Regions from separate parts of the Gossypium hirsutum genome. Here region 1 is linked to region 2. A link is a contact called in public Hi-C data. All regions are on one chromosome and are shown on one strand. Each heading gives the region's core, a stretch centred on a gene start, on an enhancer-like site or on the middle of the called end of the contact. The rest is flanking DNA. Distances are from core to core; before and after follow the strand shown. Region 1 has its middle 11 kb from the start of LOC121218775. Region 2 holds the start of LOC107901036 (auxin response factor 7).

What was found. Hi-C and Micro-C count contacts between places; a contact is called where the count stands out from the background.
Region 1: a Hi-C map of callus shows a contact between it and region 2, with 2.3 times the contacts expected there. The contact joins the enhancer-like site here to the promoter of LOC107901036 in region 2. A contact is called at or near these places in 8 of 34 Hi-C or Micro-C datasets (anther, callus, hypocotyl and 1 more).

The regions. Positions count from the first base shown.
Region 1 is chrD06:15,339,208-15,341,907 of Gossypium_hirsutum_v2.1, forward strand. No RefSeq gene overlaps it. Among protein-coding and RNA genes, the nearest start is that of LOC121218775, 11 kb to the right of the region's middle. Within about 2 kb of position 1,369, at least 4 of the 9 cell types and tissues checked have an H3K27ac peak or open chromatin away from gene starts, as enhancers often do. A contact at or near this core is called in hypocotyl and leaf, where this site is marked.
Region 2 is chrD06:15,271,972-15,274,882 of Gossypium_hirsutum_v2.1, forward strand. LOC107901036 (auxin response factor 7) reads right to left here and starts at 1,416. Exons shown (of 13, transcript XM_016826866.2): 1 at 662-1,416. The coding sequence starts at 704.

The DNA of each region.
Region 1 (2,700 bases), core at 119-2,618, 67 kb after region 2:
TGCGAGGATGAGGTCTTGAATACCCAGTAGGTGGAAGGCCATGTAGAGAGCTCCACAACTGTTTCCTGGTATGATGACACAACAATAGAGAATGTGAAAGTCAAGGAGTTCAAAGTAAGAATTATTGATGCCAGTGGTTGTAGGCAAACACAGTTCCCAACATTCGACAAATTTGACGAAGATTAAGGAATAAGGCTAGGTGTATGATAAACAAATTATTATTTATAGAATAAAAAAAAGGAAACGTTTGAATTTAGTTTAAGTACTGTTTGTGAGATTTTTAAGAAAATTTTTTTATTTATATAATTATTGGTTTAACAAATAAATTTCATGTTAGAAAAAGAGAAAATGGTTATTCATTTATTATAATTTTATATGTATTTTTATAATCATGTTCATTTTTATTTTTAAAGTTTCTTAATTTTAATTTTGAATTTTTAAGAATCAATATTAAATTGACAAAATTAAGATTGAATTGATAGAATCTGTAAACATGTGTATAAAATTGATGGTTAAATTTGTCAAATTTTTTAATTTTAATTTTAATTTTAATTTTAAATAAACATTTAAATCATGTGTATAAAATTGATGGTTAAATTTGTCGAATTTTTTAAAATTAAGACTGAATTGATAGAATCTGTAAACATTGAAAGGTTAATTTTATTATTAAAATGATAAAAAAAAGTCATACCAACATTCTAATAATGATTTAATGGATGAGTAATCAAAATATTAACTAAAATAAACAATCAAAGACCGAATTCTAAGTTTTTTTTTTGTTCAACAAATCTTTCATTCAATAGGAACCAGATTAATATAGTGTTACTAGTTCCACAGGTGGAACTTGAGCCCAGTTTGATGGACAAGAATGAATCCTAGTTTTTCCTGCGATCCAGTCAACAGCTCGATTACAGTTCCTTTTGATAAACTTAAACGATACATCATTAACTCTAGAAACTATCGATAGAATATCTACAGCAATTCCAAAAATCTCCCAAGGGCACTGGTTCTTTTTTTATAAGCATTGAATGAGTTGAAGATTGTCAGGTTCAAATTCCACAGACTGCCAGTTGTTATCAGCCGCAAGTATGGAACCCAGCCTTATAGCTTGGGCTTCAGCCGCTAATGCCGTAGACACATGCATCAACGAGTTGGTTCTATCTGCAATATCTCCATTGCCGTTCCTGGCAATTGCAGCCACCCCAGCTTCTCCAATTTTCCAATTTAGAGAAGAACCATAGTTGATTTTTACAACTTGAGGTGGCGTTTTGTCCATTCGGAGTTGAGGGCAAAGTTAGGGTGGGACCTCACAGGAACTGAATTCTAAGTTTCATTGTCACGTCACACCGACAAAGAATAGTAATAGTAAATAGTAGGGTTAGGACAGGTGCAGCTCTCTCATCTATGTATCTTTTAATTTTGTAGGCTGCATCTGCGTTGCACTGCTGGAATCTAATTGTGTACGTATGTTTTGGATATTATATATTATTCCGGTTCACGTGGGGGAGCCACGATTCACAATGACCTCCTATAATATTATTCTTTTTTGTACTAATGAACTCCTATAATATAGTGTTTATAAATAAATATGCCTCATTCATTTATCAAATAATGGACTTGTCGGCTTCGGAATCTGACATGACCGCAACATGCCATTAATTAAATAATTACGTTTTACAATTTTTATATATATAAGAAAACCTTTCTTTCTTATATTAATTCCCTAAAGAGAAGGCAATTTGAATGTAGACATGCTCCCAATTACTGTCAAAAGTTAAAAGTATTTCAACTGAAAATTGATATAATTATTGATTGTCGAATAAAAAAAATACTTAAAATGTAATAATCCAAGTGTATTGTTTCCATCTTAGATTGTTATAAAACAAAAATGGTTGACATTGTACGTAAATGATTGTTAATAATGAGTGAAAGGGAAGGGGCCATGTGTTTTATCCGTATATTGTACTCCTTAATATTTATTTGGAAAACTATGTTTTGTTTGGAGTTTAATTTTGGGGACCGCCTTTGATGCTCAAGTCAAACAAAACGCTTCCAGGGAAGGTCCTCAAAATTACTTCCCCCAACCTAATTTTTCAACCAAATTTCAAGAATTATGTCTTATTTTAATTAATTAATTAATTGTAACTTAAAAGTGGGCATTGAAATGAGGGTATGCGAGGAGCACCGACTGGGGGCACTTCACATCACGGGAGATGGATCGGCCTACTCCTACAATCAAATACAGATAAAATAAAAGTGGACCCAATGGATTGTGCGCCCACTTGACGTGGGGGCTTCTACGCCTCATCCGTCATCATTAGGGGTGTACAAATTTCGGGTAATAATTTTTTAGAAATTCAATTAACAGTTAATTCAGTTCGAAATCGATTGGTTAATCGAATTTAATAAATAATATTATAATATAAAAGTATTCGGTCGTTTCGGTTAAATTTTTTGAAAATATAAATTAATCGGTCAGTTAAGTTGGTTAATTCTTTTATATGTTTTATACTTGTTTTAACCAAAAATAAGAAAACATATAAATTTCGGTTAATTAAGTTAACCAACCGAATTAACCGAAAAAGTTCGGTTCGATTAATATTTTTTAAAAAAATTTCGGTTCGGTTAACAGTTAAGGGTTTAAAAAGGTCGATTAATTTGATTAATGGTAGTTTGGGTCGGTTAACAGATTGAACACCC
Region 2 (2,911 bases), core at 166-2,665:
AACATCCCACAAAACCACAAACAAAGAGAAAGTCATCAGAATTATTAAAAAGCATCAACTTCCAAAAAAAATTCTCAATATCCATATTCGTCCAAAATTGAACGATAGACAAGGCAACAATTAACTTTATGGTATCGAAGCAACAAATCCCCAATTGCCTGGTATCAAAAAAGTTATCATGAATATTCTTATATAATACTTAATACTTCATATTTGAACTCGACAAAAGTATAATTGTTGTATGTTTTCTTTCTTTTTAACCTTAAATTTGCAAATGATAAATGATCCCAAACCCAAACCTTCCCCCATTAGAATGAGGAAAGTTGCCACTCAGTTACATTAAATTTTACTTTTAGTCTTGCTAAGTGCTTCTTTCCATTTTTATGAAAATGGGATTTATAGGATTTCTCAAAAAGAGATATGACAATTTACATGAACAAATGTAGAGCATTAAAACAAGACTAATACTGAGCAATAATTTATTTAAACTAAAAACAACTTAGACGGGAATGGATGACATAGAAAAATAACCAAATTTATAAACTAATAATCAAGAAAATCCCAGACTGCGTAGAACCCAAAGGCTATTTCGACCCAGAAAAAAAAAAGCTGAATCAGAGCTAAAAGAAGAAAAAAAAAGAATTAGTAAGAGAAATCAGACCTTCTGCAGAATTTGCCATAAATCCATTTGGTGGAGCCTTCATGTTTACAATCTCGGATAATTTTTATTTTTTTTACAAAAAGAAAAATCTCTAAGGAACACAATCACTTCTTATGCTCCAACAAAACACAGAAAAGAAATCAACTTTCTTCACCATATAGTTACCTCTAGTCTTTTAGCTATCAAACCACAACGGTTCAAAGAAGAATCATTTTAGCGGCATCCCTTGGTAGGAAAATCACTACAGACGCGCTTAAGGAAACGCCGCAGCTTCCATTAATAAATCACAAATCCCAAAAAAGAACTAAAACCCTAACTTAGAAAGCAAAACCAAAGGCCAAAAACCTTGTTCTTTCGCTTTGATTAGCTTGGTAAAAAGCTTTTGAAATGTTGGGTATTTTCAATCACATGAAAGCATTTACTTCTCCAAAGGAATAAATCAGATTCCAGAGTTGAATCAGTTTAAAAGTAGCCGAAACCGTAAAGAACTAACTGCATGGAACATTAAAAACTGCTCCTCAGCTCATTCGAAGCTCATCGTTCTGTTTTCTAGAATCCGACGAGAAAAAAGAAAAGAAAAAAAGAAAGAAACTTTATGGGATCAAGGAGAAGGAAAAAAAAACACTTGTCGCCTGGAAACCACAGAACCAAAGCGAAAGGCAAAGCAAAAGCAGAGCAAAAAATAGCTTTCTTTTTTTTTCTTTTCTTTTATAAATTGTGAAACATGCCGACATATAAGAGAGTGCGAAGGCTGAACTCTGAAGCAATCAGGCCTTTGGTAAATAAAAGGCAGTAAGGATTTTTTTTTTTCTTTTTTACTTTATGAATTAAAATTTTAATCGTTGCGCGTGTGAATTGGCGAGTGGTGTTAGGCTATTAATAGGCGGACAGTTTAAGTTGGTACCCTTCTTTTCACTGTTTTGGACTTGGGAGGTGCGCGCGTGCGGCCTTGTGGGCGTGCGTAAAGGGTTCTCCTTGGAGTGAAAATAAGTATAGTTGACGCGACTATAGAATAACATTCTGGTTTGGATCCCTTATCAATTCTCATTTTGCATGGTTGAACTCCAAATGTGGGGTTAATTTAATCCAATATGTTCTCGTTCAATAGATTGTAATAATTAAATTTTCATAAACCTAGTTATTTGAATCAAAGCATTGTAATGCTCGACTGATAGTTCAATCAAATTTAAATTTTTTGAGTTCAACTCATATAGCTTGCTAGTATTGAGACCCTAGTCTTATTTCCTTCTTATTATCCTTCTAAGGTTAGTTTAACATTGTTTTCCAGAAGTTTAGTTTAAGATACGAGTGTTTAGTATTGCTGTCAAAATATACTTTTAAGAAACAAAATGTTTATTTTAGACCTGGTATTATAAAGTAACAAATATGAATTTAAATAATGTTCAAATTAATTAATATTATTATATTTTAGTAAGAATATAAAAAATAATTTTAATTATTTATAAAATTTAATTAAAATATATAAACTATATTTTAAATAATTAAATATTAATACATTTGTATTATTTTAAAAAATACTTTTTTTATTTTTAATTTATAATTTTAACACATTTGTAATTTAACACCAAGAAAAAAAAAGGAAAAGTATCATGTTGTTGGAGAGGTAAAAAAATAATTAAATATCAAAAGTACTTTTGGTAGAGAAAAAGCTAAAAATTTAGCTTCTGTTTTTTAAAAGAGCTTTTGAAAAGTAAAATATTTCAGCCAAAAGTAAATTGTTTAGTACAACTTTGTTCTAAAAGTGTTTTTCAAGCTAAAATTGTTTTTTTTTTGTAAGCAATATTAAATAAGGCCTTACTTTGGATCAATGTAGTTGGTTCCGCATCGATTCCAATTACACTACCCAATGCGCACCGTTCTAGAAATAAATCGAAAAGATCATTTCTTTTTCTTTTTTTTTACACCGATGTAAACTTTAACCTGTACTGATTGCACCAACCGAAACATTACACATCAAGTGACGGTGCATGAATAATGTTAAATATATATATAATTTTTGCCAACTTTAATTTTTTTATTAACTAAATATAATATTTAAACTTTAACCAAGGTAAAGGAGCAATTTAAAATTTTAATGTAGAAAAATTAATAAATATATAATTTATATAACAAAAGAAACTAAAGAAAGAGTCACAAACATAATTTTATGTGTATGATTTTATTAATCTTTCATTTTATATATTTAGTATGGGATGATTTTATTGTAGATTTTAAGGTACATGCGTGGTA